7 separate regions of the Mus musculus genome follow, and all the other regions are linked to region 2. The links are chromatin contacts, called in public HiChIP or PLAC-seq, capture Hi-C and promoter capture Hi-C maps. All regions are on one chromosome and are shown on one strand. The core of a region is the stretch at or near the end of the contact, and the rest is flanking DNA. Distances in the headings are between cores, read along the strand shown. Region 1 holds the start of Zfp870 (zinc finger protein 870). Region 2 holds the start of Adamts10 (a disintegrin-like and metallopeptidase (reprolysin type) with thrombospondin type 1 motif, 10). Region 3 overlaps Cyp4f37 (cytochrome P450, family 4, subfamily f, polypeptide 37). Region 4 holds the start of Cyp4f16 (cytochrome P450, family 4, subfamily f, polypeptide 16). Region 5 holds the start of Zfp871 (zinc finger protein 871). Region 6 holds the start of Zfp811 (zinc finger protein 811). Region 7 holds the start of Zfp799 (zinc finger protein 799).

Region 1 (2,700 bases), core at 58-2,557, 630 kb after region 2:
AACCATGTGGTGGTTTGAATTGCTTGGCAAGGCCCAGGGAGTGGCACTTTTAAGACTTGTGGCCTTGTTAGAGGAAGTATGTCATTGTTGCAGTGGACTTTGAGGCTCCTAGTGTTCAAGCTCTGCCCTGTGCAGAAGAGAGTCCCTTCCTGGCTGCCTGGAGAAGACAGTCTCCTCCTGGATGCCTTCTGATTAAGATGTAGGACTCCCAACACTTACAGTACCATATCTGTCTGGAGGCTGCCATGCTTTCCACCATGATGATAATGGACCGAACCTCTGAAACTGTAAGCCAGTCCCAATTAAATGTTTGCCTTTATAAGAGTTGCCTTGGACATGGTGTCTCTTCACAGCAATAAAACCCTAATTAATACAAACCCTAACACACAGCAAGAGCAGATGTTTATTGGTCTGAGAAAATAAGGCCTCCAAACCTGAACACATCACAAAGGCTCTGAAAATCCGTTTTTGCAGTAGAGAGCAGGGCAGGAGGGCACTGATTTCAACAGGCCCAGAAACTGGTTTTCTGGGTAAACATTTTTTGTTTTTGTTTTGTTTGGTTTTTTGCTTTTTGTTTTTGTTTTTGTTTTGTTTTGTTTTTTTTTTTTTGAAACTGCAGGGTGAGAGACAAGTCAGGTTGCCTATTTTTGTCAATTTGTTTGTTTGTTCGAGACAGGGTTTCTCTGTATAGCCCTGGCTGTCCTGGAACTCACTCTGTAGACCAGGCTGGCGTCGAACTCAGAAATCTGCCTGCCTCTGCCTCTGCCTCCCAAGTGCTGGGATTAAAGGCATGCGCCACCACCACCTGGTTATTTTTGTGAATTTTATTGGTGGAATAGTTCGCAAAGTCTTGTACAGACTGGCGGTATAGCGGTGGGATGTGGGAAGATGAGAGCGGGCTGAGAGGTTTCCTTTAATAAGGCCCTTCCTCCTAATCCTACTCAAAGCAGCTCTTAAGAGTTGTCTCCGTGACCAGAGTCTGGAATTCTCTTGCTCTGACCCCATTCTTAGGAGGAAGAATTAGGAACGGCTCACTGTGAATTGTTACAAGCAAGAGAACAAACTTCGCTTGCATGCACACAGTCACCCAGACAGGGCTAGAACGCAGGGGTCTAGAGTGAAATCTGCTTGCTAATTTGCCTAATAAAACTTGTATGCCCTGTCACTAGCGCTCCAGGACCTGAGCCAAGGGCTCGCTGGCCTATCCGGAGAAAGGTTAGGCTCGCTGGCCTATCAGGGTAAAGGTTATTACTTTAGTGTCTGAAGTGTCCAATGAGAAGTACGCTTCTTGCATGAGGGGCTTTGTCTGACCGAGGTCTGTTTCCTTAAACCCCCTCCCCAGCCCCCCAAATTAGGCATGTTTGTGTTATTTGGAAGTATGTCCTAGATGCCAGGCCTAGATATCAGAGTCGCCTTCACTGACAGCAGGAGCCGCAGGAGCACACCAGGACACTCCGGGGCTGGAAATGGTACGTTCGGCCTGTGACTTAGATGTGGGCAGGATGCTGCGGCAGCAGACGGAGACCGCAATGGGAGCAGGTCTTGCAAGACAGCTGAGTCTGCAGCGGAGTCTCATCTGGCTCCGCTGGGTCTTGCCGCTCCGATTCCGCTGGGTGGAGCTGGTCCATCAGACAGAGCGGTGGTCTCTTCCTCTCTGAGCGCTCAGCGCTGCAGCGTCTGGGGTCAGCTGGGCTTCTCCACCAAGGTCTCGGGAGGATCCTGAGGAGCCAACTCTGGGAGTTGGATTGGGACTCTTCTACGGGGGATGAAGGTGGAGCTGCGTGGATGATGAAGGTTAGGACACGAGTCCTATAACTGCTTCGTCCTCCCCTGAAAATCTCGACACACCCTATGCAGTGTCTCAGGGCGCAGCTACCCAGAGGACTTTGTGATTCTCAGTGTTGAGAGAGAGAGATGGGGTGGGGGGTGCCGGGGTGTGTGTGTGCGGGGGAGGGGGGTTAGACATATTGGAGCAGCGAGTGGCCCCATCCTTTCTGGAATAAATGCCCATAGTGCAGTGACTCTCAACCTTCCTAATGTTCATTTTGTGATCCCATCCATAAAATTACCTTTGTTGCTCCTTTATAACTGCAATTCTGCTACCGTTATGAACCGTAATGTAAACATCTGATATGCAAGATATCTAACATACAACCCTTGAGGCTGGTACTGGTCCTGGACTCACAGATCTGCCTAGTTCTGCTCTCCAGTGCTGGGATGAAAGATGTGCACTTCCACACCTAGTGATTCCAGTTTGAATCCCTAACATCAACCAGCAGATCACACGGGGACATTTCACACAACCAGAGACAACACAGGTTACAAATGGCTAGGAAATAGTTAAAGAGCCTGCAGAATCCGTCTGTCCTGAAGACACAGGTAGAGAGCTGAGGTAGGTGAGGGGGGAGTCTCCAGGGGACCAGCTAAGGCTTGGCAGTGCAGGTACGTAGATGCCAAATGCCTCTTGGGAGGACAGGCTATTGGATGGTGACTTTCAGGTGGGCTGAATATTTTGCCACGAAGAAACTGCTGTGGTGAGGGACATGGTGATCCAGGAGTTGACAATTTTGCTGGCTTTTGACAGCTGACCCTGCCACTCTCTGGTTTTAGTCTCAGGTAAGAGGGTTCCATCTGTTGTGGACCAAAAGCCCCTGTGTCTGGTGTTTCTGGTATGATCTGGTATGAGTGTTGCTACTTATT
Region 2 (2,700 bases), core at 114-2,613:
GCCACTAGCCTGGGGGAAGGGCACAAGTGCTGGAAGAGGGAAAAGCCTCCCGGGAATGTGTGTGGCTCCATCACATCCTGGGGATCCTATAGGGACCAGCACTCCACACCTAGACTTTTGTAGGCTGTGCGGGAAACCCAGCTAAAGAGGTGGAGGCTTCTCAGTGGAGGACAGAGCTTCTTTGGCCAGGCATAGGCAGCCATCAGCCTGAGGCAGCAGGCTTCCTCCAGGCGCTGCACATCTGGCCTGGCTGCTGTGAGCACACAGACAAAAGGACCAGCCAGAGGGGAGGCCTAAGGGGAGGGGCTGCACAGGTCACCACTCCCATTACCACCAACCAGCTGTTAATTAAAGTGTGTCTCCCCCTGGTAGGGAGGCTCCTTGCTTCAGAGTTCTGTGGCATAGATGACCATCTGAGGGGAAGTAGCAGCCCCAGCTCCACTCTCACAGGCAGACACACAAACAAACACAATCACACTCTATAGGGCAACCCACACTTGAATAGCAGGAAGGCCTGGTTCACTAAACCCAAACACACACAACTACATACCTCCACACCTATGTATACAGAAACACATATTTCCACATGGACACCCAGACAGCCCATAAACCCAGACAAACAGGCCTATGTGCACAGTTACACAGTCCAAGACAAGCCACAAGCCTAGCAGCCTATACACGCTCATTTAACACAGAAAGTTAACACACACACATGCACAAGTTTACACATTCATAGCAGGGGGAACTAAGAAATTCTACAAACTCAGACACATATGCATGCAGGCATTTCCACTAATAACACTCCTGAGAAACGCAAATATTCAGAGACAGACACACTTGGCATTTACATGCACGAGAGGCATTTTTCTTACCCTCACTTAGGCAAACACTCAACACACCTCAACAGTCTGCCCACACAGTCGCTCCCAGATGCTGAAAGCCATAAGGTCATACAATCCGCAGAAGCACAACCATTTGGATACGTGGCTGACCTCGACCCCCGCCCCAAACCTGAGCCAACCCAAACAGGCAGTCTGTATCTGCAACACTTAGGGACATTCGGCACCAACACAGCACTCGCACAACGGGATCCGTCCAGCACATCTTGTCCCCGAGACACACAAAGTCACTTATAATCACTGCATTCCGGTGACTGCGCCGCCCAACTGGGTCCCCAGATCGCCAGTACCTGCGTGCCTGGAGCCTTCGGTCCGCTGTAGACGCACAGACTCACCGCCCGGCGCACAGGAAGGGAGGGAGCAAGCGCCCGGTGGCGTGGCCGGGGGAGGGGGCGCGGGAAGGCACTCACTTCCTGAGCAGCCTGCCAGGGTTATTAAAAAAAAAGAAAAACCAAAAAAAAAAACCCAAACCCCGCCCGCCGCTGCTGCTGCTTCCGCCGCCGCCGCCGCCCAGGGCCTCAGGCTGGACCCAAGCCAAGGACCCCGGAGCCCGGATTACCCCGCCTCGCGAAGGGCGCCCGTGTGGGTGGAGATGCTGAGGAGGAATTTGGGATGGGAGTTGGAGAAGGTTGGGGGGGGGGGTACGGGAGAGGGGAGGCTGGGGGCGGAGATAGAAGAAGGCAGGGGGTGTGAAGGGACAGAGGTGGAGAGTGGGGGAGGAGTGGACGCACACAGTAGGGGGATGGGGGGGAGGACGGAAAGGAGGGGTTAGGCGGGAAATTGTGAGGGAGGAAAGTTTGAATAGAAAGAGGTGGAGGAGATGGGGGTCCTGGAGAAAGGGGCAAAATTGAGTTGGGGGCTAGCGAGGGGGTTGAGACAAGGGGAGAGCCCAGTGCCTTGCCTCCGTTAGCCGAGTCAACAACAGCTGTTATTTATTGAGGGCTGGTCCTTGCTCAAGCAAACATTTATTGGGCGCCTCTCCGTGTGCCAGGCATGGTGCCCGAGGCTGAGTGAATAAATCTGAGTTGGGTCCCAGCCTTCACAAAGCTCCGGTCCGGGGGCTTTGATCTGCTTTGGCTCTGCTTTTGAGTTCACTTGCTTTAACTCTCTAGCAGTGAAGAGGACCTAGTCAGTTCCATTTTACAGATGTGAAAACTAAGTCCAGCCAGGGGGGCGTCATGATCATCTTTGGGACACAGTGTTTAAATCTACGAGGAGTTTGTACATGCAGGAGATGACCAGTGCAGTGGAGCAAAGCTGGGATTCCAACCAGCTTCAATCCAGGCCTGATTGTGGGAGTGTTCTACACCATTACCCCTGGTCTCAGAATTCCAAGATTGGCCCCCACAGTGGGCTTTGGCCTTGGCCTTGACCGACTCTGATTCTAGGTTTTCTTATCCTTAGAAATGGGGTAATGACAGCCTTTGTAGGGAGCAGGGGAGGAAGAGGGGTGGTTGTGGGAGGGAGCAGGAGAGTTTCAACCACAAACATTCCCTCTGTTCTGAGTTCAGCTAGGGATACAGGTAGTTCTCTGTCTCTACGTTGAACTTAGTCTTGAACTTGGAAATGGCATGTTAAGGGCTCATGCACTGTACGAAAAATTCCTATGGTGCCCGAACCCTCCTGCCCGGACCCAACTTCTCTGGACACCCTGCCAGACCAGAGGGGCTGTTAACTTTTACATACTGCAATCCCTAGAACCCATACCCACCCCTGGCCTCCACTAACCGAACTGCCCCTTGGGCCCCTTGGCCTGAGGCACCTGCCTTTGCTTTCTCAGGTTGTACTTCTGCTGTGGCTC
Region 3 (2,700 bases), core at 199-2,698, 890 kb after region 2:
TCTAGGTCAGTGAAGGGCTTGCAGCACAATTGTGAGAAACTAAGTTCAATTCCCAGCATCAATGTTAAAAAAACAAAAACAAAAAAAAAAAAACCCTGGGTGGAATGGCATACACCTGCAACCCTGAGAAGGCAGAGACGGGGTCAGAAGATTCTTGAGGCTTGCTGGCCAGCTAGTTTAGTGGAATCACTGAATTTCAAGTTTGGTTTGAGACCAACTCTGAGTCCAGAAGCTCGGGATGGAAGTATGGCGACAGGGCTGATTTCAAATAAGGCTTCTAAGGTTACTATGGCTGGGCTGAAACACTATGACCAAAGCAACTTCAGGAGGAAAGGGTTTATTTGGCTTACAATTCCACATCACTGTCCATCATGGAAGGAGGTCAGGACAAGAACTCAAACAGGCAGAAGCTGATGCAGAAGCCATGAAAGATTCTACTTACTGTCTTACCCCTCATGGCTTGCTCAGCCTGCTTTCACCAGCCCGAGGATGGCACCAACCACCATGGGCTGGGACCTCCACCATCAATCACTAGTTAAGAAATTACCATAGAGATGGATCTTATGAAGGCCCTGCTGGGACAGACTCCCAGACTAGGTGCGTAAGAGGAACTTCCCTAATTATTTCCCTAATTGTTGATTGGCTAAATGAAGATGGCAGAAGCTAATAGTTGGATGAAAGAGAAGACAAGATTTCCGGGCAGGACAGGAAGAGATGACAGGAGAAGACTGGGAGCTGGACCAGGCGGCAGGCCTGCAAGGAGTTGCAAACAGGTAGGTTTCTCAGGGCACCGATAGCTCATGGCCTCTGCAGTTGTGCCTGAGGAGGGCAAGGACGATGGGACAGGATATTCTTTTATCAGCCTTTGAGTTACCTGGTCAGTTTTAAACTACAAAAGTCTTTAGTGTTTTCCTTTCACAGGGCTAAAGGGAGCTGGGTGAGACCGGAGTGGCCATTGTGGCACCAGGCAAGTAGCAAGCAGAGACCAGGAGAGCTAGCATGGGAGCTGAGTAAGACCAGGGTGGTAGTTGGCAGTCCGCAGAGCCAACCGCAGGGTTGGCTGATCGTTGGAGCATGAGTGGTGGCTGTGGTCGAACGCAGGAGGGACTGCGTTGAGCAGCTTGGCAAGGCCAGCTGGAAAAGTGGGCTGCGGTGTGAGAGAGCAATGGCCAGCACCATGGCGGCTAGCCGGACCAAGCATGGGTTTCCTAAGTAGAGCTAGCTGCGGTGTGATCTCAGAGTTAAGTCGTGAGGGGCAAGGGGAAACGTGCTTTATAAAATTACCTGGGAGGAGCAGAGATAAGCCGAGCTATGGGAAGAGGCTCAGAGCAATGGACTACTGGGAAAGGGTACCCTCCAACCTGCTAGGCTGACTGCACCCACACTCCTGTAAGTAACCCCATAAAGCACATTGGTTTGCAAAGTTGGACTTTGGTGGTGTCATTATTTTGATTTGTCATCGTTTCCCTGTCTGGTTTCTTCATATCCTCCCAGGAATTATGTCACAGAGTGTTTACCACTGACCAAAGTGACAATCACACCAAAGTCCAACTCAGTAAATCAGCAATTTTTTATTGGGGTTACTTGCCAGGGTATTGGTGAGGGCTTACAGAAACAGGGGTAGCTCAAAAAAGTCCACCCATCACAAAAGGGCAACAATGCAGGAAAACTTTAACCCTGAGCTCACTCAGTCTCCTCCCGAATAGTTGTTTGTTTCTTCTATAAAACTCGAGAAGGGGCTTCAAGAGTCTGGTGAGCCAAGCAGCAGTGTCCCAAGCCTTTACTAATAGCACTCAGAAGGCAGAGGCAAGTGGGTCTCTGTGAGTTGGAGGTCTACAAGGCAAGTTCCAGGATAAGCAGAGCAACCCTGTCTAGAAACAAACAAACAAGCAAAAACAAATCTGGCTCGGTACATAAGATGCTATTTGCCTACTGGGCCTCATAAACCTTCCCTCTTCCTCCTGGACTGAACGTGTCAAATAGGAGAAAACTGCCTTAGAACATCAGGCAGAACGGGAGGGGAAAGACAGTGATCCTTGCAGGGGCAGAATGTTAGAGACCACTCCAACCTCCATCTACCTAGCCTCGCTGCCACCTCTGTCCTGTCATCAAGGGCATCAGGTGTCAGGTCTTAGAACTTTCAGAAAAGAGGTATGTGTTCCTCCTGGAATCCCGCAGCAGTTCATTATACTAAACCTGGGAAAACTAGTATTTTCAAAGCCTGCTGTTCCCAAACTGTCCTGCAAAGGGAGCATTCTCCATGGTCAGGAGACCAACAGATGACTGTAGCCAGTCAGAAACAGGCCTAGCTGTGTTTTTAAGAATTACACAGGCATCTGTTGTGATCTGTGGAATGCAAAGACCTACACTTCCCCACCCCCTGCAGCCATCCGTTGTCACGATCCTAGGCAGAAGCAAAGGGAAAGGGAGAATATCTGCACAGGGTCCCCAAGACTTATTTGCTTCAGAGGGACAAAGGACAGGAAATAGGAAACAAAGACAAGGGGTAAAGGACAGGGGAGAAGGGGTGGGAAACACAAGAGATGGGAGAAGGTTGTTTGTCCCAGAATGGGACAAAGGACTTCTGGATAGAGAGGAGACCAATGTAGCCCATAGGCAAATGGCAGTTTATAAAGGTAAATTAAGAAACCAGGTATTAGGATGGAGTGTTTAATTAGACATGCTAATTAGAGGAAACAA
Region 4 (2,700 bases), core at 27-2,526, 990 kb after region 2:
CACAAACCCTAAGCACTTCAGATAATCACTACCAATGTTAAAAAGTGTTCATCCTTGACCTACATTGCATAATGGAGCCCACTAATGCATCTTCAGGACAGAGGGCAAAATGAGGAAGGACAGTGGCCAAGAAGTGGAAGGGAAAAAAACTACAATCTCTCTTCTGCACCCAAACAGTAGGTGGAGGTAAGAAATCGCAGCTGAATCCTACAGGGCAAATAGCAACCCAGAGAGATACAGTCACTGATCTGAAACCAAGAGAGATGAGCCAGGCAGGAGGCAAGACCTTGGACATACTGAAGGAAGATCTCAAATCCAGCAGTGAAACAGAATATACCAGGGATGCCACTACTCTGTGCTATTCGCCATGGGATCCACTGACTATGACACATATCCAGGAACTTGAGGAATCCTCAGTCCTGCTGAGAGTATGGCCCACAGTAGGCTGGTGCCAGGTAAGAGAGAAAGGCTGATGAGCACAACTTGGAAAGAAAGATAAATGAATGTGGGGTTGTGATGAGAATAGGGGCCCAAATAACTTTCTTTGCTTCTCCCTGCTACAGGCTCCAGACCTTTCCTGATGCCTAGGGAACACATACACCCCGGTACCCCCAGCCTATCTGCCGCCATACTCACCATGCCCAAGTGACCTGAAAACCAGTTTTTTTTAGGAGGCTGAGGGAAACAACTGAGGCGGGAGCAGTTCTCATAGAATGAGTAAGTCCAGGCAAGGATTCTGGCCAAAATCCAGGAAGCCACTCCAAGCAGCAGAAGATGCCATGACGAGGTCACCACAGAGCCCAGGTCCAGCCCAGACACACTTAGCCGCAGCATCCTGCTGAGCAGACAGACACAGGAGGAGATTCTGAGGTTTGGAAGAGGAACCTGGAAAACTTCAGAATTTTGAGCATGGGCAGAAACTGGAGAGTAGAGCAGGGAGTAGAGCAGGGAAGGGGATGGAGATACAGGAAGAGACAGAATGAGAGAGAGAGAAGGAGGCAGGGAACACACAGACAAGAGCTGTTGAAGTCTGGGATGGCTCTGCCTGAAGCACAAACGGTTATCCAGGAACCCAGGCTCACTTGTGCCAATTGTCTCCATGGAGCCACCCCAACACTGATAAACTCATCCTGATCAGAGTCAGGACCCTGTCTTGCCTCAGAGCCCAAGTCGGTACCTTATCTCAGGAGCTGCTGGTCCTCTAAGACCTTCTCCCCAGTCCTGTGAAAAGCATTTATCCCCTGCTTCCTAACTTCAGGAAGCTGTGTGGGAGGCTGGGTTAGGCTGGACTGAACCAATCAAATCCCTCCCAGGCTCAGCCACTTCCTCCCTGCCTGGGCATCAGGCCAAAACAAGTTGGGCGGGGCCAGACTGGAGTGGAGGGGAAAGACTCAGGGCAACACACACAGGCAGGTTGCATTTAGGATGCAGCACCTCTGAGTCAAGGGCAAAGGTGACTCTGGGCCCTTCCAAGGGCAACAGTCTGCTGATAAAAGCGTGAAGGAGGAAGTACAGGTGCCAGGATGGTGTTCAGGATGTTCCCTGAGCATCTCCCAGGGATCTCTGCACATCTCACTGGTGGGAGTGCAGCATGCAGAATTCCTCACTGCAGAACTGCAGAACTGCAGACCTGTCTCTGGAATGCCTCTGCTCACCGACTACAGTCTTGCAGCATTCAGTCCTCTCCCTTAGCAGCCCAGCCCCTGGATAGAAACAATTCCAAACTAGACCAGAGAATCCAGCCATGGTCAGACTGAAGAGATAGATGTCCTGGCTGGGAAAATACACCTGGCAACTAAAGGGTCAGAGTTCAGCGGGTTTGTGAGGATGAAAGGAGTCAGACTGAAGTGCTATGAGCACAGGGGTACAGGCAAGAATGAACAAGCCTGCAATGGCTTGTCTTCCCAGGATCAAATGGCGACTTGACCTTAACAGGAGTGTATGCTGTTCAGAAACCCTAGATCGGCAAGTCATGGACTTAGCAATCACTGAACCCTCCCATGGCCATGCTCCCCATTATTAGACAAGTAAAAGGAGCCAACATCACACCAAAGCGCGGACATAAAGAACAATGGGTGGACCAGCTCAAAGGTTGGCAGATAAAAGCAATCTCAAAGTCCTGAAACAGAGTTAAGGGTACTTGATTGGTGGTTGATAGAGCAAGATAAGGGCAGAGGTCAGTGGAGAAGTCCAGACTCGCCAACTCAGGGCTCCCCAAACAAGAAATGAGGGACTATGGAGGCTAGGGGTCCCTAATAGATCAAAATTAAGCAACCTCAAGACTTCCTCCCCAGGGGATTTTTCACAAGGTGTTGTTTCCCTTTCCTCTAGTAAATTTTTCAACTTCACAGGTACTTTTTAAGCATAGGCAAAGTCTACAATTTCACAACTACTTATGACACTGAATTCTAGGGTAATGAACGTCTAAAGGAAACACACAACATTTCTAAAAGAGTCCACACTGGAGAAGACACAAGGAAAGACTGTATGGAACAGAGCAGTATAAGGCCCCCACTTGTCACAGTTGAAGCCATAGCTGTTTCGCTTGACTTAGCATTCTTATTTTTTCTTTTATTTATTTGATTTATGTATAGAGATGTTTTGTCTGCATGTATGTGTCTGCACCACACACAAGCTTGATTCCAGAAGCTTTGCAAAGAAAAGAGTGTGAGATCCCCTGGGAGTAGAACTGCAGAAAGT
Region 5 (2,700 bases), core at 141-2,640, 740 kb after region 2:
AATAATACAGAAACGATAGGGAAAGGAACTAGAGAGAAAAGAGGTAAAAATGGAAAGCAGAGAAGGACACAGTCTGCTAATTTGTCAGTAAATATTAAATATTTTTTATAAATGTGAAGAAGAGAGAACTGGGTGGGAGTCTGAAGAGTTGGGGGCTGGAACGCTGGCTTCGTGGTTTAGAGTGCATATTGTTTTTGTAAAGTACCCAAATTCTGTACCAGGACCCACGTTCTGCAGTTTATAAGTCCATCTCCGCGGATTCAGTGCCCTCTTCTGGCCTCCATGGGCATCTGTTCTTGCGTGACATGCACACAGACACACAAACATATTTTTAAAAAAATAATAAATTCTTAAACAAAATCTGTAAATGCCATCTAGTCATCTTGCTGGCTGCGCCTCAAGTCTTTTTAGCTTTCCTATTTTCGCTCCTGTCTTCTAAAATATCACTTAAAATACCTGTCTGCAGGTTCCCTGACATTGTTCCAAGCTTGCACCTTCTTCACCTTCTTCACAGCAGGAATCTATTATCTGTCTACTGCTTCCCACCCCCACCCCCCCACCCCCGGCCTCTTATAACGCTTTCAGCACCCAGAGCAGGCTTACAATTCCAATCTTCTCTCTTCAAGGCTTCCTTTCTGATTTCTACCATTCCTCTGTGAACTTAGTTCTACCTCCGCAGTCAGGCTGGTTCTCCTGATTGCAGGAATGTCTGCCCTGGAAGTCATCTGTGGAGTATTCCAGGTTTATGTGTTCAGAGTCCTGGAGCTCCGCTGCGACCTGCGCAAACTTCCACTTACTGAAGAATCTTTGGAATGCTTCGAATCTTAAGAATGGTTCTGTGTCCTTCCATTCCCAAAATGTTTTGCTCTAGAAGTGACTTTGTGAGGGCAATAGTGGCGAGGTGGGTTCAAGAGAGAATTTGAAAAGAGTAAGCAGAATGGGTAAATCCCCAGCCACAGAGACCTTGGTGACAACCATCGATCACAAAATGAGAGAGAATATTAGAAGCGCAGCCAAATAGGCATAATTCACATCATTCTTTTCAATGCCATTTCTCACTCACGCAAATAGAATTTAGCCGACATCTTTGCTTTGTTAAAGAATAGACTTCTACGTATGTTTAAATCCATGTAAAATATAAAGTATTCATCCCCTTCACACGTAACGCCAGAAGTAGAGTTTGGGAATCCCACCTCCAGTTTAGACCCCAAGTATCAAGCCTTACGTTCGGATTAGAGGTTTGGCGCCACAGTACACTCGAGAGGATGCTTTTTCTGTCATTTAAGCATTGGGAGGCGTGCACGTGACTCACTGGCCAGTAAGAAAAGTTGCTTGGCTGCATAAACTGTCCAATGAGATTTTCAGATGTTGAGAGAGGGCGGGCACAGAAGCGGAGGATGCCACTTCCCGTCCAGCCATTTTAGGCGTTTGTGTCTTCTGTGGAGAGAGACCCGCAGGTTGTTTTCCCCAGTGTCTGTGTTCCATCCACTTACTGCAAGAGCTGCCGGAGAACAGCAGGACACCCGGTGATTGGAAATGGTACGTGCGGCCAGGCGTCCCGGCTGCGGGGAGGGCGCCGCTAGAAGCGGAGGCGGCAGTGGGGACGCGGCCTTCCAGGGCAGCTGAGTCTGCATCTCATCTGCTCTGCTGGGCCGCGCTGCCCGGGTCCCTCTGGGTGGAGCTGGGCCATCAGGCAGAGCTGCGGTCCTGTCCTTTGCTAAGAGCTCAGTGCTGCGGCCATGGCCTCCCTAGGCATCCGGGCACCCGCAGCGACGCGGCTCCGCAGCCTGGGCGGTGGCGGCAGCGTCGCGGTGAGACACGGGACCCTGGAATTCGTGTGTGTGTGTGTGTGTGTGTGTGTGTGTTGGGGGGCAGGGAAGCCGCAGGGTGTGGTGACCTTGTGTCCTGGGCGTGTTGTCATAAACAGGGGGGACAAGTTTGTGTGTTTCCAATGCCAGAATTTATCGAATAATTAATAATTCACAAGTCATGTGTATTTCGTTAATAATTAATCCAGTAGTCCCGATTTTGCTAACCAGCCATTGGCAATCAACGCGTTTTTATATAACAATCTAATTGCTAACGTTAACTGGAAGATCACACATGAACATTTCACACAAAAACATACAAAATGTGCAGATCACAGAATGACTAAGAGCCAAAGTGGTTGAGTTTAGAGTCTGTCCTGAAGTAGGAGGCATTGAGCTGAGGCGGGTGCAAAGAAGAATCTGAAAGGGGACCAATGATGATGTCCTAGCAGTGTAGACACAGAGATGTCAAGTATACGCGCACCGAACGTTGAAGTAAGTCAATTTGAAGTTGGCTGAATGTCCTGGGCAGGAGAAACCGCACTGGAGATGGAGTCCAAAGGACTGACTCAGTTCTTCCCTGTGGGTAAGTGTGACAGTTGCCTGCCATCCTTTGGGCTTGGGGATGCTCCTTCGTAGTGCCAGGTGAGGGGATTATATGTTGTATACTTTGTGTGGTGTTTCTAATACAATTTGGTATATTTTTAGTTGTTGATATTGTCAGTTTGTCCCTCCTAGTTTTCTAGGAGATAGTGGGCCTTTTTTTTTTTTTTTTTTTTTTGCTTGCGTAAACAAGTTGTACTGCCCTTCCTTTTTCGGGGGAGGGGCTTTGAGTAACTAGTCCAGGTTGTTATTTAATAAAATGGAGTCATTCTAGGCTTGACGTTGTTGG
Region 6 (2,700 bases), core at 97-2,596, 710 kb after region 2:
CTTTATTTCCTTCCCTTTTAGGCCCCACTGTTGTATTTGACATTAACCTGACAGAAATGAATGTTTTCTTAAAAGAGCCTTTAGCTTTAACAATATTGAAACAGTGAATTCCAAGAAATTGAGATTTCTCTGGGAATCTGGTATTGGGAGAAGAAAACCCTGGGCCAGAGCTGATGCTCATCTCCTCCAGGAAAGGGATGAACAACCTCACAGAGATGGTGACAGTCCAGTAATGGGTGGCATCACCCCTCATCCTGGACTGCTTAGTATGCCCTGGGCTTTAACTTAAACTTCAGTCTCACTTTAGTAACCCCAAGATAGACTAGTGGGGAATCACTGGGTCTTTTTGTTCCTCTTCCCAACATAGCCACATTGCATAAATTTCTTCTTTTCTGGTTTTCCCTACTAATTTGCATGTTTGTCTTCACGAGGTTGGGTGGCTGAACCTGGCTTCTTATAGACTGTGACCTCAAGTTTAGTAACAGCCATCAGGAACAATCTGACTCAGTGTCTCTCTTGCATTTGACCCTTGTATATATCTGCATGGACAAGCTGAACTGTACAGCACCTCCTGTCCAAACATTGACTATTTGGAGTCAGATAATAGTGTGCTTGTGGAACACACCAGAAGTCACTGGGTCAAATTAAACACTGGATCCTTGTTAAAGCGTGAGGACTTTGCTGGTATGTTTGACCTCTTTCTATAAATTCCACTTTCTGTATGCCTTCAATAATTTCATTCCTTCATATGTTTTCTATGCTATTGACTGAATATAGGTAGCCTCCATCCCTCCCTCACACACACTCTCTCTGTGTCTGTCTCCCTCCCTCCCTTACTCCCTCTCTCCCTCTCCCCTCTCCCCTCTCCCCTCTCCCCTCTCCCCTCTCCCCTCTCCCCTCTCCCCTCTCCCCTCTCCCCTCTCTCTCCTATTCCAGACCTGGTATGCCTTTTGTCTTCTATGGTGCGATGGGGCTGTTTCCATAGACACCGAGTCTGGAATCCCTCTGTGCTTCTGTAACCCCATCAGAAAGGGGAGGAAGCAAGAATTGCCCGCTGAGCAAGTGTTGGGTCAGGAAAGCTGGGACAGGGCTCTGCTTCTGCCCTTTCCCACTGTGGGGCCAGTGAGGATCTAGGAAAGTACTCTATGCAGTCTGGGTAGGCTTGAACCTAAAATTTCTAATTTGAATCTCAATGTGGTAGGTGAGTGTGCTCCTCCAGTCGCTAAAGCTTTAGGAGGCGGGTCTGTGGATTGATGGCCAACCAGGCAAGTTGTTTTGGGATGCATATCCAATGAAATATCCAGGCATTAGGAAGATGGCCGCTACGTATCACTGAGACATCCCCTTTTGGTCCCCGCCTTATTTGGGGATCTGGATTGTTAGCATCTGTACAGGGAATCTCCAGGTCTCTCTCTCTCTCTACTCCATTTCTGCCTCACCTCCACTGACTGCAGGAACTACAAGAGGACACTAGGACATCATGTCTCTGGAAATGGTTCGTGCGGGCGATTGTGGCAGTGGGGTACAGCTCTCGTCTGCAGAGGGGTCTCTCTGACTCTGATGAGCCTCAGAGCGGGATCCTCCGGGTGGAGCTGGTCCAGGCTGCCCTGTCTCTTGCTGAGCGCTCACTGAAGCAGACACATCTGGTCTCTCGCAGTGCCAGGTCTAGGCAGAGTGGGTGGTGGTGGCAGAGGGTGGTGGAGACTAGGTACTCGGGTTGGGGGTTCTGCACCAGAGGAGGTAAGAGGTGTGTTGACCCCCGGATCTTGTGCATGTTATTCTGAAACATACAGAGACATGGATCTTTTTTACACTGTCACGATTTATTAAATAGCCAATAAATTCTTTTTCCTTGACTACAGTTTTCCAAGTAAGCCCGATTTTGCCTTCTTTCTGGCCGTGGGCAGCCACTGCTCTTTTATTCCAATCTTAATCACTAACATTAAACCACATATTAACATTTCACACAATAATGAACCAAAACACAGGTTGCAGAATGGTTAAGAAAGTGTTAGAAAGGCTTGAAAGCACACAAAGCTTTACTGGAGTCCAGGCATTGGAGCTAATACGGGGACAAAGAGGGCTGTTGAGGATCGAATAATTCTCATCGATCAACTAAGCCGGAGAAACTGCGAGGACAAAGGCGGGAGGGAGTCCTTGCCCACGGTTATTCCCCTTCTCTTGACAGCTGACCCTGTGATCACTGCCTGTGTGCCACACTCTGGTTTTGGGGTGCTCCTTGTAGAAATTCAGGTGAGGGGTTGCATATATTGTGGTTGATAAGCTCATGCGTCTAGTGTTTTTGATAAAATTTGGTACATTTTCAGGAGTTGTTTACTGATGTCACTTTGTGCCTTCTGGAGTGCTGGCAAATAGTAGCTCTTTTTCCTCTATGAGATCTTATGCTTAAAACTCGAGCAAATCAGATTAACGTTGTTGCTGAACACAATGGAGCCATTCTAGGTTTGGCATAACCTGCAACATGAACTAACTACAAGCAGCCCGCCCCCACGCCCCCCTCCACCCCCCCCCACCCCCCCCACCCCCCCCCACCCCCCGCCGTCTTTTCCTTGTCTCATTTCAGTGGCACCTGCTTTTCCAATGAGCCTTGCAGGTTGCTCTAGTCTCATCCTGTCGCTGCAGTAACATACTGACTGAAGGCAGCATGGCTCGTGAGGAAAGGGTTCTTTTGGCTTATTA
Region 7 (2,700 bases), core at 37-2,536, 690 kb after region 2:
GATTGTTGATTCCTGATATTTTTGTTGTTTGAGGTGGAATTATGTTTGTGTGGCTGTCTTCTTTTGGGTTTGTTGAAAGAAGATTACTGTCTTGCTTTTTCTAGGGTGTACTTTCCTTTCTTGTGTTGGAGTTTTCCTTCTATTATCCTTTTTAGGTCTGGATTTTTGGAAAGATATTGTGTAAATTTGTTTTTGTCATGGACTATCTTGCTCTCTCCATCTATGGTAATTGAGAGTTTTGCTGGATATAGTAGCCTGGGCTGGCATTTGTGTTTTCTTAGGGTCTGTATGACATCATATTTCTTACTGTCTTAGCTGAAGAATCAAAAAAGGAAAAAAAAATCTAATGAAGGTAGAGATCTCTGTAGAAGAGGCAGTGTAATGTTTGTAAGACCAGAGGAGATGGGTGACTTCAAGAAAACAGTGTTTTCCAGATAAGCAGGGTTGGTGCACATAAGAACTCAGAGAGACAGTGGCTACATGTACAAGACCTACATAAGTTCAATAAAGTTAGACAAAAATCCCAGCCCAGGGAAGGGGAAGTGGTAGCAAAGTCCCACTCCTAATCAAGATGCTAGGAGAGCGAAAATTGTTTTTCCTTAATGGAGTGACACAGGGAACATCAACCACACTCCAAATGAGGCCCCGTATGTGGGAGCAGCTGGCCAACACAAAGCAGAAATTTGTTGTCGCTTGCTTGTTTGATGAGATGATACATGAGGGGGTTTGGAAGACCTGTGCTTTTGAGGAAGGAGGCTGATTATTTTTATTTTTTTCATTTTATTATTTTGTGTGTGTGTGCAGGTATATTTTTCCTGCAGGTATGGTTTGTGCACCCATTGCATGCATGGTGCCCTTGGAGGCAAAAATAGGGCATCAGGCATCAGATCCCCTGGAATTAAGAGTTACAGACAATTGTGAACCACGATGAGGTTCTGGAAAGCCAACCCGAGTTCTCCAGAAGAACTTCAAAGGAGCCATCTCCCTAGCCCCAACCCTTTGACTTTTGCCCTTCTGGGATCATCAAAATATCTTGTGTGGTGATATTGAAACATGAGCTATAAATAAATGTACCAAAAAGGAACGATAAAAGTAGTGCATCTGAGAAAAAACCTTGGTGGGGCCAGGTGCTCTCCAGAGTAGGAACCAGGGTCAACTGTGAAGTCTTCCAGGGAGGAAGGAGATGTTTCTATTGTCACTCAGGATTCAGGAGGCAGGCTCACGGATTGTTGGCCAATCAAGGAGAACGTTTGGTAGCTGTGTGAACTGCCCAATGAGGAGTTTCGGTCTTCGGTGACGTAGAAAGCACAACATTTGGGGTGCCATTGTGTGTCCCCGCCATATTGTCGTCCTGTGTCTTTGACTGCGGCCCCCAGGTCTCTCTCCTCGGTATCTCTGTCCCCCCTACTGACAGCGGGAATCGCAGGAGGTCACCTGGACACCCGGTGACTGGAAATGGTGCGTGCGCAGGCTGTAGGGAGGAGGCTACTGTAAGCGGAGGCGGCAGTGGGGACGCGGCCTTCCAGGGCAGCTGAGTCTGCATCTCATCTGCTCTGCTGGGCCGCGCTGCCCGGGTCCCTCTGGATGGAGCTGGACCAGCAGGCAGAGCTGCGGTCCTGTCCTTTGCTGAGAGCTCAGTGCTGCGGGGTCTCAGGTCAGCTGGGCGCTTGCAGCCTGCGTCTCCGCAGTCTGGGAGGTGTAGGCGGAGAGTCGTGGGGAACCGTGGGTTTGGGCTCTTGTAAGGGGATTTGTAGGAAAACCGCGAGGTGAGCCCGGGTTCTATGCACGTTGTCAAAAAAAAAAAAAAAAAAAAAAAAAAAAAAAAAAAAGTAGGCTGCATTTATGTCTGCTCAGTGTCCCAATTTACTTAACAGTCAGTCATTTCTCAGCCTTTATCGGCTAGGATTTGATGAGTACACCTGGTTATCCTTGAGAGCTGGCCATTGGCAACCACGATGCATTTATCCCTATCTTAAGTATTACTATCAATAGGCAGGTAACACATGACCATTTAACACAATGGTATACAAAGTGCAAGTTACTAAATGGTTAGAAAGGCTGAAAATATAGGAGGTTCTCAAGTTGGAGGCAGAGAACTGGTAAGACTTATCAGTGAGGGTGTAGAATGTCCAATGCACGTTCCGAGCACAGGCTGTTGTTAGAAGGCCTGTTTGAAGTGAGCTGAGGTCCTAGAGCTGGAGTCCTAGGGTAGAGACGGGGCTTTTCCTGTGATAAGTTTTCTGGCTTTTGACAATTGACCCTATGACCCGTCAACCAGCTTGTTGCAGTTTCTATAGTCTCAGGCAGGGGGTTATATCTGGTTAGGCTGGTGAGTTTTATGTGCATGTATATATGATTTGGTATATTGTCAGGCGTCATTATTGAGACAGATTATTAAATTGTGCCTTTATTTGTTCTTTGTTGATATTGATATTCAGAATAAACCAGTGCAGAGTTTTTGCTTAACAAAACAGTCATGTAGGCCAGAAAGCTGATAGTTCCCAAAGCACAGAGTATCCCAGAACAGCCCCACCCCACCCTGTCTTCTCTCACATTTCAGTGACATCCGCTAGTCCTATGAGAACATGCCTATGGGTTTCACTCAAGGGAAGTTTCCTCTAAATTCCATGACTTGTATTCTTAGCCTAAGGATTCTTATAACTCTCAATAAATGCCTGACTTTCCAAACCCTTTTGACAT

The links. Promoter capture Hi-C pulls out the DNA fragments that hold promoters and counts their contacts. HiChIP or PLAC-seq counts read pairs in DNA pulled down with a chosen protein or histone mark. Capture Hi-C pulls out chosen DNA fragments and counts their contacts.
Region 1: a contact with region 2 is called in an H3K4me3 HiChIP or PLAC-seq map of embryonic forebrain, with 8 times the contacts expected there. The contact joins the promoter of Zfp870 here to the promoter of Adamts10 in region 2. A contact is called at or near these places in 9 of 39 promoter capture datasets (the 3T3-L1 cell line, the C10 cell line, the HPC-7 cell line and 4 more), 7 of 115 datasets of contacts at active chromatin or transcription factors (bone marrow-derived macrophages, embryonic forebrain, embryonic limb bud and 4 more) and 2 of 9 other capture datasets (embryonic stem cells and pancreatic islet).
Region 3: a contact with region 2 is called in a promoter capture Hi-C map of liver, with 3 times the contacts expected there. The contact joins the enhancer-like site here to the promoter of Adamts10 in region 2. A contact is called at or near these places in 6 of 39 promoter capture datasets (the 3T3-L1 cell line, 3T3-L1-derived adipocytes, cranial neural crest and 2 more), 1 of 484 Hi-C or Micro-C datasets (uterus) and 1 of 115 datasets of contacts at active chromatin or transcription factors (embryonic forebrain).
Region 4: a capture Hi-C map of macrophages shows a contact between it and region 2, with 5 times the contacts expected there. The contact joins the promoter of Cyp4f16 here to the promoter of Adamts10 in region 2. A contact is called at or near these places in 10 of 39 promoter capture datasets (the 3T3-L1 cell line, the HPC-7 cell line, cranial neural crest and 5 more), 1 of 484 Hi-C or Micro-C datasets (myocytes), 5 of 115 datasets of contacts at active chromatin or transcription factors (double positive thymocytes, embryonic forebrain, embryonic stem cells and 2 more) and 1 of 9 other capture datasets (macrophages).
Region 5: a promoter capture Hi-C map of hippocampal neurons shows a contact between it and region 2, with 2.5 times the contacts expected there. The contact joins the promoter of Zfp871 here to the promoter of Adamts10 in region 2. A contact is called at or near these places in 8 of 39 promoter capture datasets (the 3T3-L1 cell line, 3T3-L1-derived adipocytes, frontonasal cranial neural crest and 4 more), 3 of 115 datasets of contacts at active chromatin or transcription factors (embryonic hindbrain, embryonic stem cells and large pre-B cells) and 2 of 9 other capture datasets (adipose tissue and liver).
Region 6: a contact with region 2 is called in a promoter capture Hi-C map of 3T3-L1-derived adipocytes, with 5 times the contacts expected there. The contact joins the promoter of Zfp811 here to the promoter of Adamts10 in region 2. A contact is called at or near these places in 5 of 39 promoter capture datasets (the 3T3-L1 cell line, 3T3-L1-derived adipocytes, cranial neural crest and 2 more), 1 of 115 datasets of contacts at active chromatin or transcription factors (embryonic hindbrain) and 1 of 9 other capture datasets (embryonic stem cells).
Region 7: a promoter capture Hi-C map of hippocampal neurons shows a contact between it and region 2, with 5 times the contacts expected there. The contact joins the promoter of Zfp799 here to the promoter of Adamts10 in region 2. A contact is called at or near these places in 9 of 39 promoter capture datasets (the 3T3-L1 cell line, 3T3-L1-derived adipocytes, HPC-7-derived erythroid cells and 5 more) and 1 of 115 datasets of contacts at active chromatin or transcription factors (embryonic stem cells).

The regions. Positions count from the first base shown.
Region 1 is chr17:32,890,210-32,892,909 of GRCm38.p6, reverse strand. Zfp870 (zinc finger protein 870) reads left to right here and starts at 1,307. Exons shown (of 4, transcript NM_207245.2): 1 at 1,307-1,469. The coding sequence starts at 1,467.
Region 2 is chr17:33,522,748-33,525,447 of GRCm38.p6, reverse strand. It overlaps Adamts10 (a disintegrin-like and metallopeptidase (reprolysin type) with thrombospondin type 1 motif, 10), which reads right to left and starts at 1,363. Exons shown (of 25, transcript NM_172619.4): 1 at 1,190-1,363.
Region 3 is chr17:32,636,144-32,638,843 of GRCm38.p6, reverse strand. Cyp4f37 (cytochrome P450, family 4, subfamily f, polypeptide 37) reads right to left here. Exons shown (of 13, transcript NM_001100187.1): 13 at 2,660-2,700. Among named protein-coding and RNA genes, the nearest start is that of Cyp4f37, 16 kb to the right of the region's middle. Within about 2 kb of position 1,448, at least 7 of the 459 cell types and tissues checked have an H3K27ac peak or open chromatin away from gene starts, as enhancers often do. A contact at or near this core is called in liver, where this site is marked.
Region 4 is chr17:32,535,133-32,537,832 of GRCm38.p6, reverse strand. Cyp4f16 (cytochrome P450, family 4, subfamily f, polypeptide 16) reads right to left here and starts at 1,276. Exons shown (of 13, transcript NM_024442.2): 1 at 1,178-1,276; 2 at 637-835. The coding sequence starts at 834.
Region 5 is chr17:32,786,977-32,789,676 of GRCm38.p6, reverse strand. It overlaps Zfp871 (zinc finger protein 871), which reads left to right and starts at 1,390. Exons shown (of 4, transcript NM_172458.3): 1 at 1,390-1,539. The coding sequence starts at 1,537. It overlaps Gm17115 (predicted gene 17115), which reads right to left and starts at 1,283. Exons shown (of 2, transcript NR_168031.1): 1 at 604-1,283; 2 at 1-290.
Region 6 is chr17:32,808,577-32,811,276 of GRCm38.p6, reverse strand. It overlaps Zfp811 (zinc finger protein 811), which reads left to right and starts at 1,346. Exons shown (of 4, transcript NM_183177.3): 1 at 1,346-1,495. The coding sequence starts at 1,493.
Region 7 is chr17:32,828,847-32,831,546 of GRCm38.p6, reverse strand. Zfp799 (zinc finger protein 799) reads left to right here and starts at 1,286. Exons shown (of 4, transcript NM_177359.5): 1 at 1,286-1,458. The coding sequence starts at 1,456.